Regions from separate parts of the Hordeum vulgare genome. Here region 1 is linked to region 2. Evidence: chromatin contacts called from public Hi-C data. All regions are on one chromosome and are shown on one strand. The core of a region is the stretch at or near the end of the contact, and the rest is flanking DNA. Distances in the headings are between cores, read along the strand shown. Region 1 holds the start of LOC123409117. Region 2 holds the start of LOC123409091.

Region 1 (5,341 bases), core at 2,686-5,185, 630 kb after region 2:
TTCCTGTGTCAACATGGGTTCCTTGTTATATAACCATATTATTTCTATTTAATTTAATGCACCTATATACTTGGTAAAAGGTGGAAGGCTTGGCCTTTTAGCCTGGTGTTTTGTTCCACCTTTGTCACTTTAGTTTTGGCTACCGGTGTTATGTTCCATAAATGAGCGCTCCTAACATGCTTGAGCTTGTTATGGGGACCCCCTAGATCTTCATTTTGGGATAAAACTCGTCTGGAAAGGCCCAACATTAGTACTATATTTTCCCAACATAATAATATTGAACACCATTAAAAAGCATAGGGTGTCATGAAGCCGAGGAGTAGTTCAACATACTAGAGGTGGGTCAGTGCTGCTGGTGCTCGTCCAAATTAGAGCCATTTGCGGGGCCAATCCGGGTTAACTCGGGAGATTTCTATCAGGCCACCGTACGCTGTGCTTATCGCTCTTGTCCTCACAATGAGATACGCGGCTCCTATCGGTGTCGTCGACACGCTGGGCGGCCTTGCTGGACTTGTTTTACCTTTCTCGAGCGTCTCGTGCGTGTGATTTCAAGGATGCTTTGGGTTGTCTCAGAGTTGAGGTTTTCCACTAAGGAATCCGAGGAGATCACGAGATTCGGGGTCGAGGGTTTCTATGCAGCTTGTGGTAGTTTGTGATGGACTAGTTGGAGCACCCCTGGAGGGTTAAATCTTTCGAGAAGTCGTGCTCGCGGTTATGTGGCAAACTTGGAAACTTTGCTTAACATCCGGTTCTAGATAAATTGAAGTAAACTTAATTCAAAACTTGCCAACTGTGTGTGTAACCATGATTGTCTCTTCTCGTGAGTTCTGTATCCACAAGAGGACACCGTGGGGTTATGTCTAACGTAAGTAGGTGTTCAGGATCATTCTTTTGATCATTATTAGTTCATGTCTGATTATGCGTAGATCATACCCCTCTTATTCTTGTACTCGTAAGTTAGCCACCTCAAATAAATGCTTAGCCGCTTGTTGCAGCCTCACCACTTAACCATACCTCACCCATCAAGCTTTGCTAGTCTTGATACCTTTGTAAATGAGATTGATGAGTCCTTGTGGCTCACAGATTACTACAACACCAGTTGCAGGTACAGGTAAAGCGATACTTTGACATGAGCGTGATGATTGTTCTATTTGGAGTTTATTCTTCTTCTTCTTCATCGATCTAGTATGGGTTCCAGGCCGGCAGCGTGGGATAGCAAAGATGGACGTCATTCTTTTATCGTTTTTTTCGTCCATAGTCGGACTCTGCTCTTCTACATGGTGATTGAGTATGGTATTGTATTGATGTGATCTTGATGTAGCTTGTGGGTGTAAGCCAATTTCATATACTCATCTCTTCAGTACATGTACTTGTAACAATATCCATTTTTGCAAAACGACGAGATGCGTTTTTATTCCTGACGAGGCCATCAAACCAAAATAAGGATATGATCGCATCTTGGCGTTACAGAATTACATACTAGTTTGTAGGCTTTCAAACCACCACCAAGACTACAATTGAATGTGTAAAATTCCTCGAGGTATCTCTCATACGGACGCCATTCAAGAAAAGTTTCAGGAAGCATGCGATGGTATCCCCATGATTTCGCGAAAAGTTCTGAAAACTTCCTGCCGTGACGACATTGAGGCTACTCAATATGACTAGGAAATTTATACCTAATAATAAAATGGTTAATGTTTCTGACGGTACGTCAAGAGAATTGCCCCCAAAGTTGCAAAATATTGCCTACCAGTATAACATGTAAGTGATCAAAAACATTTCACACAGGGGAAACCCTCATCTACTACGCTCTACGCGTTGGGAGAAGACACAGCGCGCCCATTTGGGTCGGAACATATCTAGGTGCCTGTTTTTTAAATTTTATTTTTTGTTTTCCCCTTTTCTTTCTCTTTTTAGGTTTTTTCTACTTTAAATAATTTGAAGCTTCAAAAATGAACCAAAAATATAAAAAATACGAATTTTGAAAGAAAATGTTTAAATGTTTAATAAATCATAAAATGTTTGTGACTTAAAAATGTTACGGTTTTGTAAAAAAAATGTTTGCTTATTCTAAAAATGTTTGAAATAAAATGTTTTAAAAAGTTAGTGTATTTTTTTAATGAAATTGAATAAAAATTCACCAATTTTAAAAAAATCATGAATGGAAAAATATCCTAAATGTTCAGAAATTGTTCGTGACTTAAACAGTATTATTTATTCTTTAAATTTTCGCTAATACAAAAAAGAGCGGACATTTCAAAAGATGTTTGTAAAACAAAAAAACAAATAATATTCGTGAATTTCCAAAATTGATCCACCAAATTCCAGTAAACTACTCGTCCATTCGATAAATGTTCGCCAATTCAAGAAAATTGTTTAATTTTTTTATACATTTTTTTCGAAATATTATAGAATTTTCTTTATTTTAGAAAATGTTTGACAATTTGTATAAGTGTTCACAAATTTAAAACATATTCATGATTTTTAACTAAGGTCATGGGTTTAAAAAAATGTTCATAACTTCAAAAATTGTTCGTGATTTCATAAAATTGGAAGCGTTAATGTATTTCGGTGACGCAACTAAATATGACCATGACCATTTGAGATTATGATGTTTTTTCTTTCGTTACAACGCATGGACACTTTGCTAGGAATAATAAATGGGTTATTGCTTCTGACGGTACGATATGGAAATTACCTTCAAAGTTGCAAACTATTACTCTCCAATGCCACTTATAAATGATTAAAATGTATTTTACACATGGGAATCCCCTTCCTGCGCCGGCCATTGCAGTAGCGACCTGCTATACTACGGTTTGCGCACGGGAGAAGATGCAATGTGCCCATTTGGTCGGTCCATGTCTCCATGTCGAGACGGTTTGTTTTTTGAAATTTCGCTTTTCATTTCTTTTTGTCTTCCGTTTTTTTTCTACTTTAAATAATTTGAGACCTACAAAAGATTCCATAAACTAAAAGAAATGAGTATTTTGAAATGAAATGTTTAACAAATCATAGAATGTTTATGGATTCATAAACGTGATTTGGTAAAAAAATATTTGCTTATTCACAAAATGTTTGAAATTCTAAAAAAAATGTTTGGTAAAGAAAAAAATCATGATTTCTTAAAAAGTTTGTGCATTAAGAAGTGTTAATGAAATTAAAAAGGAATTTACCAATTCGATAATTCAAGAATGTAAAAATATCGTAAAATTCAAAAACTCTTCGTGACTTACATAATAGTTTATTCAGGCTGAGTTTAGTTCAACTTTTTTTTACTGACTTTTGCTTTGAAAATCTAAAAGCTAACCAAAGGGGTAAATGTTCAAAGCAACTTTTGAGAATCTGTAGCTTTTTTCTAGTGAAAATTTCAAAGCTGGGGTACCCCAACTTTTCAGCTTCTAGCTTTTTCACATCAGCTTTTTCATAGCAGTTTTTTTAGAATTTGCAGCTCAACCAAACACAGCCTCATTCACAAAATGTTCGCTGATTCAAAATATGATCATGCATTTCAGGAAGTTTGTTAAATAAAAAAATGTTCATGAATTTCAAAATATCCATCAATTTCCAAAAAAAAAAAATTCGATTCTAGAAATGTTTGCCGATTCAAGAAAATTGTTTAAAGAAAGGCTGAATTTTTGTTGCAAATAGTGTAAAATGTTCTTGATTTAAGAAAATGTTCAAAATTTTGTAACATTGTTCACGAATTTGAAAAATGTAGATGCTCACGAGTTCAAAAAAAATGTTCATGATTTCGATTTTTTTTATGATTTCACGAAATTCAGAGTGATAATGTATCTCGGTGATACAACAAAATATAGTCCATTTAAGGTTATGATTTTTTTTTCCATTGCAAGGTTCGAGTCCTTTTGCTAGTTCTTCTTTTCTAGCCGCGACGACGAGCCGGAAGGCCCGGGAGCGGCTCGGTCGGCGGTCTCTTAAAAGGCACACCATCCGCGGCCCACTGGACTGGTACCATACAAAACACAACCATTTCTTGCCCTCTCCGGCGTCGCGCGAGGATCCACCGATAGCCCACACGAAAGAAGCAGCACGCGCGAGGATGGCGGGCACAACCACCACCACCCCGACCGGCGGCGGCGGAGGAGCGGGGCAGGGGGGTCGCCGGACGCTGGGGCTGCTGGCGAGCGCGGCGAAGCGCAAGGACGGGTTCCTGCAGCTGCTGCTGATGTCGGGCATCCTCATGATGAGCCTGCGGTCCCTGAGCCAGAAGCATCGCGTCCGCGACCTCGCCAACGACGCCGCCGAGCTCAGCCTCGAGCAGGAGCACATCACCCACCGCATGCGCGAGCTCCAGGGCGAGCTCGAACGCGATGCCGGTGCCGACGCCTCGGGCGCGTTCGCCCCCCACCTCCGCCGCATCTTCGCCGCCCACCCTCCCATCCCCACCCCCGCCGCCGCCGCCGAGGACAAGTAGCTCCCTCGCCTCCGTCCAGATCGTGGCGGCGCGCCTTGCTCATCGTCCTCTTCGTCCCTGTTTACCCTTTGAGATCTGGGTTCTTGGCTTGTGTAGATGCCTCTGAACCATGACCGTGCACGCCATGTGTTTGTGGAAATGCCGGAGAGGGGCTGCCGGGTTGTATCGAACCGGAAACCACATTTTGTTACCTGCCTACTCACATCGCGCCACATTGTGCTGCACTTGATGGATCAATTTTGCAGTTCCTCTATATATTCAATAATTTTCTGAGCTGGTTGTTGATGCGCTCTACTATGTGCTTGAATGATGCACATACGGCTATGGCCGGTGCAAACAAGAGTAGAATCAGCTAGGCGTCCAGTAGCATCCAAATTTCGTGGACTGCATTTGGATGCCATATGTGTGCCTGGAGTTATATAGACTGATGAGACTGATCCTGCTTGATTCAAATTTTGTGGACTGCATTTGAATGCTCACCCCGAGTGTAACATAGATGATCTCTCATGTCAGAAAGCCATAAAGAGCTCCTGGAAATACAGCCCCGATAGCTTTCGTCAAGAAAAGTTTGGACGTCGTGGCTCTCGTTCGCTGCTCCCCAAACCTCAAATCCCCCGCCACCGTGGCTGAGCGCACATGCAAACATTGAGATCATTTTTCGGCACAACCGCGTCGCAGTGTTGTGCCGTGGTTTGAGCAACTGGACACTGCTTGGTTAATTCGCATTCGCTGGTCGAGCTTGTGAAAACCATCAGTTCTGAATCTGCAGTTATCTGAACTTTTCCATTTGGGATTTGGCTTTGGGTGTTATCAGGTGAGGAAGCTACAGAAGGCGTTTGGGAGAGAGGGGAAGGCGCGGAAGGAGCTGCCGCTGGAGCTGATGCAGAAAGCCTCGTTTGAGATACC
Region 2 (4,756 bases), core at 990-3,489:
GCAAGCATGCACCTGAATAACCTTGTACATGCATCCCTTTGAGCCACCAGAAAAAGAAGCAAGCACAGTTGGCAATGGCTTTACTTTCAATTCCTGAAACACCAGCATTTTACATAGTTAAAAGCAAGAATTATATAAATAGTTGAACTGCAACCAAGTAGAAAGACAGTAAATAGAAGTCCCATTCCATGCCAGCTTATATGCATTCTTGTAAACAATACAGAAAGATTATAATATGTCAACATGCAAATATCTCAGACTCTAAATCAGCAAGATTATGCAACGGTTACCACTTGGACGGAAACTATAAAATAAATGGGAAAGGATGAAGGTACAAACTCTAAATTAGTGTGTTCTACCAGGGGTTCTTACGTCTATATATTTTTTGTATATAAATCATTTGGATGATTAAGGAGCCAACGAAAAACATTTTTGTATATAAATCATTTTGATGATTAACGGGCCAACGAGAAACAGTCCGATGTGTATTACAAAATAGTGTCAGTGCTGGAGTAGGCTAGATACAGTATGATCATTGTCTAAAACAACCAGGAATATGATTATTTATTATTTTCTTCATTTGAACATGTCAATGCTCTATACAACATGGTATTTGTGGAGTACAACAACCAAGAAAAAATTCCCACCTTTGCGAGCTCACTAATAACACCACATGCCAATGTTGCTGCTTTCTCAGAGAGATACCTGGAAGAAGAAAAGAATCAGTATAGTGCCATCAGGTGTAAAAAATAGTAACCTAAGGGTGCAGACTGCAGAGGACTCCATATGCAAGTTTACACCATAACCATTCAAGTATAAGATAAATGAAGCACAGTGCAAGGAACTCCATTGCTAGTGTTACAATATTACTCACTCACGTGTCATTTCAGGTGAAATACCCTGCTGAATGAAGCCTATAGCTCTACCAGCAACAAATGATGCTGATTAAGACCCTCTGCCTTCAGCAACATCTCATTTGATGCACTTAATTTGCTAATGTTATCCAAAAAAAAAATACTCTGATGTATCTGGAGAAACTACATAAAGGACTACCAAGCCTGCAGATGCACAAACTGTGTTTAGGCAACAAAACTCTGGGTGGATGTACCGAACATTCTTAACATACTGAAGCAATCCACACGTTATTTTATCTCCTTTTGCTAGTTCAACATACTACTAGTTTCAGAAGGTTCAATCTTCGTGTGTTTCATTTTACTTCCCAAAATTGATTCCTTCAATTTTTCACAACCTCGATTGCGCAAAAATCCAGGAACCACCATGCAAAACCTTCCATCATCGTCCAATAAATATAGCTTTACCAAATCTCAAAGCCTAACCAAACTCCGAACACGCAAGGTCGCTAAGACGCTAACCACTCGCATGCTGCAGCTACGTAGATATATTCACCTAAAAGCGCACAAAGCGACAATATAAGCCATGCAGAACATACAAGAGTAGAAATTGAGATTCTCGAACTAAGAGAAGCAACACGCAGTGATGAAAGGAGCGGCAGATCGAACACCACTCATCAATTAGCTGAACACCAGAGAAAATTTCATGACAAGCTAAACCTAATGGATAAAGCGTAGTCCCTGACGATTCAGGCAGACGCAAAATTAGCGAGCAATCTCAAACTAAACCTAATCGCAGCTACAAAATCAGTGACCAATGTCAGAATCTCTAAAATTAAACCTAGCCACATCTATGATTACACTCCACGAGGCCGTAGAGCTGCAATCGGCCACTTCTACACTACAAGCACAGACGAGCAACAGATCTCCCGAATCAAACAGCTAGCACAAGCAACAAGTGGCAGGGAGCGAGCGAGGGGGGGAAAGGAGAAGTAGCGCCGCCACTCACAGCGATACGAGGTCGGGGTGACAGACGAGGCAGCGCCAGCCGAGCGAGGCGTAGAGCTCGACGAACGGGCGCAGCTGCGCCTCGTCGCTCCACACCCACGCGAACACGACCACGACGCCCCTCGCCCCCGACGGCGGCGCGGGCGCCCAGTAGAAGCGGCCGCCGCAGCCGGGCCACATGGCCGGACGCCGCGCCTCCCTCCCACCCTCCGGCGAGGAAGCCCGGACGGACCTGGGCGGAGAATCGGGGGCGGCGGCAGGTGGGGGGGCGAGGGTTTGCGCTGCTGTCTCGCTCGCAAGGGGGAGGGGAGTAGCGGAGACGGGGACGGGAACAGAAGATGGAGATGGAGGAGATGGGTCGCTTTGGCGTCTGGTTCGTCGCGGATTTGATTATTTCTTTCTTTTTTGTGTGTTCCGTGAACTTGTGCGCCTCCTTTTTTTGCGGTTTCTGCACGGGCACGGGATTGGGTTTCTCGTCAGCGCATTTATTAAAGAAATGATTTTAGTGGTGATGGGTCAAAGCTATCCTACGCGGCTCCTAGGATAAAGATGAGGAAAACGTACGTGGCGTGTGTACGTATAGAAATACAGTACAATCCAATCATGCTTCATGTAGGACCGCCTACTTGAATGGGCCTATGTTTTACGAACCAACAACGTATCAATCAACCTTAATGTCATCTACTTCAAGATACAATACTTTAATATTATCTCAAGTATTCGTGGGAAGCGTATGTAGCATGTGCACGTATAGATACTTTAATATTATCTCAAGTATTCGTGGACGACATGTATCAAACAATTTTAGATTTACCATATTCAATACAACACAAAGAACTTTAAATAGTATCCTAAGATTTCTATCGGAAAAACTACTATGAAAACGTACAATCAATCCCTATGTATAGATTCTCAAGATCATGACAATTCGCAAGTTGATGTCATAACATATATCAACTGAATCAATAGAATACCCCATTGTCACCACGTATATCCACATTCAAGGCATACATCAAGTGTTCTAAAATCTAATATTCAATCCATCATAACGATATCTCAAAGGAAAAGATTCAATTCATCATAACAAGATAGCAAGGAAAAAATACCATATGATCCAACTATATTAATAAAGCCCGTGATACATCAAGATCGGGACATCTCAAGAACACGAGAGAGAGAGGGACTGGACACATACTACTGGTACATACCCTCAGCCCTGAGGGTGAACTACTCCCTCCTCGTCATGGCCTCCGCTGGGATGATGAAGATGGCTACCGGAGATGACCCCCCCCCCCCGACACGGTACTCGAAAGGCTCCATATGGGTTTTTCGTCGATACAAAGAGTTGCGCGGCGGAGTAGGAGTCCTTTGTTTATTTCTAAGGGTTTCTGTATATATAGGGTTTTTGGCGTTGGAATCACACTAGACATAGCCACGTGGCCCCACAAGCCATGAGGGCACGCCCTATTGGCTTGTGGCCCACAAGTGTCTCCCCTCTTGTGTTTCTTCACTCTCGTATTTCTTGTTTTCCCGAAAAAAAACATAAAAAAGTTTCGCGTGATTCCGATTTTTTTTATTTTCTGCACAAAAAACAACACCACGGTAATTTTGCTCAAAATAACGCCAGTCCGGATTAGTTCTAAATATTTCATATAAAGTCACTAGTAGAAAACATGCCTTTCGTGCGCAACATTAGTCCTGGTTGTGTTTTGGACCGGGACTGATGTGATCATTAGTCCCGGTTCCAACGGCTGGGAGCGGCTGGGGGCACGGCCAGGATTAGTCCCGGTTCATTTGTGACCTTTAGTCCCGGTTGGTATTACAAACCGGGACTAAAGAGGTGGTGGCAGGCTAGTGGCAGGTTGGGGCCCAGTGAACCCATTTCGTCCCGGTTGGTATTACCAATCGGGATTAGAGGTGGACCTTTAGTCCCAGTTTGTATCAACAACCGTGATTAAAGATGTCCCTATATAAACCCCTTCGTCCAGCCCGTGCTCATCCTCTCAGTTTTCTCTCATCCTCCATTTTTGCCAACATTTATCAAGATTTGAGGCACCCCATCTATCCAAGGGTTGTAAAAGGTTAGCAACTTCATGCTTTCACCTCTCATTGCTGGTTTAGCTTGTTTCATTCTCTATAAGTGTAGTGAGTTGTGGATTTTAGTTTTGAAGTAATTATGTGGGAGTTTATTTGATAATATGCAATTTGAGCTCAAATTAACTTCTTAGTTTGTATATGTGTACGTGTGGTTTACTTAGTGCCTTCCCGTCCCCCGACCTCACCGCCGTCGATCGCCCGCGCCGGCACCACCTTTGTGAGGCTCTTGTTCTTATCCTTTTTTTGAAAAAGAATCTTATTTGTATGATTTAGATAGTTTCTTGTATAATTTTCTTACTTCTATGAATGTTTGTTATATGTAGTGCCATGGTTTTGATATCCATCCGCGTTGGCTCTCGACCGGTTTATGATTCGAATGTGATATAATATATTTTATAACTACTTGTTGCATTTCATGTTTATGAAAATTATGCCCATCAAGTTGACATATGTATTTTTATCTAGGAGGTATGTGAACTGGAAATTGCAACCGACCCTCTTGTCGAGAAGTTAAATTTAGTTGAAAAAGAAAACGAGTATTTTAAAGAAAAAATTAAAAAAAATGAAGAAGCGAAGATGAAATTGGAGTTGTATGTTGTTGATGTCATCGATGATCACAAGATCAAGATGGATGCAATGCGCTTGAAGATTAAAAGGATTGGAAAATATGCCTTTAATAAAGAGGCTTGGTATCATTATGCTGTTGGATCAATTATTACCTTAGTTGCGATTCTGATCGCATTTCTTGTTGCATTTAAATGCTTTAGCTAGATAGTTGTATGTTGTTTTATGAGAATAAG

Evidence for each region. A called contact is a pair of places that touch in the nucleus more often than the background predicts.
Region 1: a contact with region 2 is called in a Hi-C map of leaf, with 5 times the contacts expected there. The contact joins the promoter of LOC123409117 here to the promoter of LOC123409091 in region 2. A contact is called at or near these places in 2 of 6 Hi-C or Micro-C datasets (leaf and seedling).

The regions. Positions count from the first base shown.
Region 1 is chr7H:78,694,049-78,699,389 of MorexV3_pseudomolecules_assembly, forward strand. It overlaps LOC123409117, which reads left to right and starts at 3,936. Exons shown (of 1, transcript XM_045102099.1): 1 at 3,936-4,708. The coding sequence starts at 4,061. The coding sequence ends at 4,435.
Region 2 is chr7H:78,064,646-78,069,401 of MorexV3_pseudomolecules_assembly, forward strand. LOC123409091 reads right to left here and starts at 2,240. Exons shown (of 7, transcript XM_045102078.1): 1 at 1,861-2,240; 2 at 648-705; 3 at 13-93. The coding sequence starts at 2,039.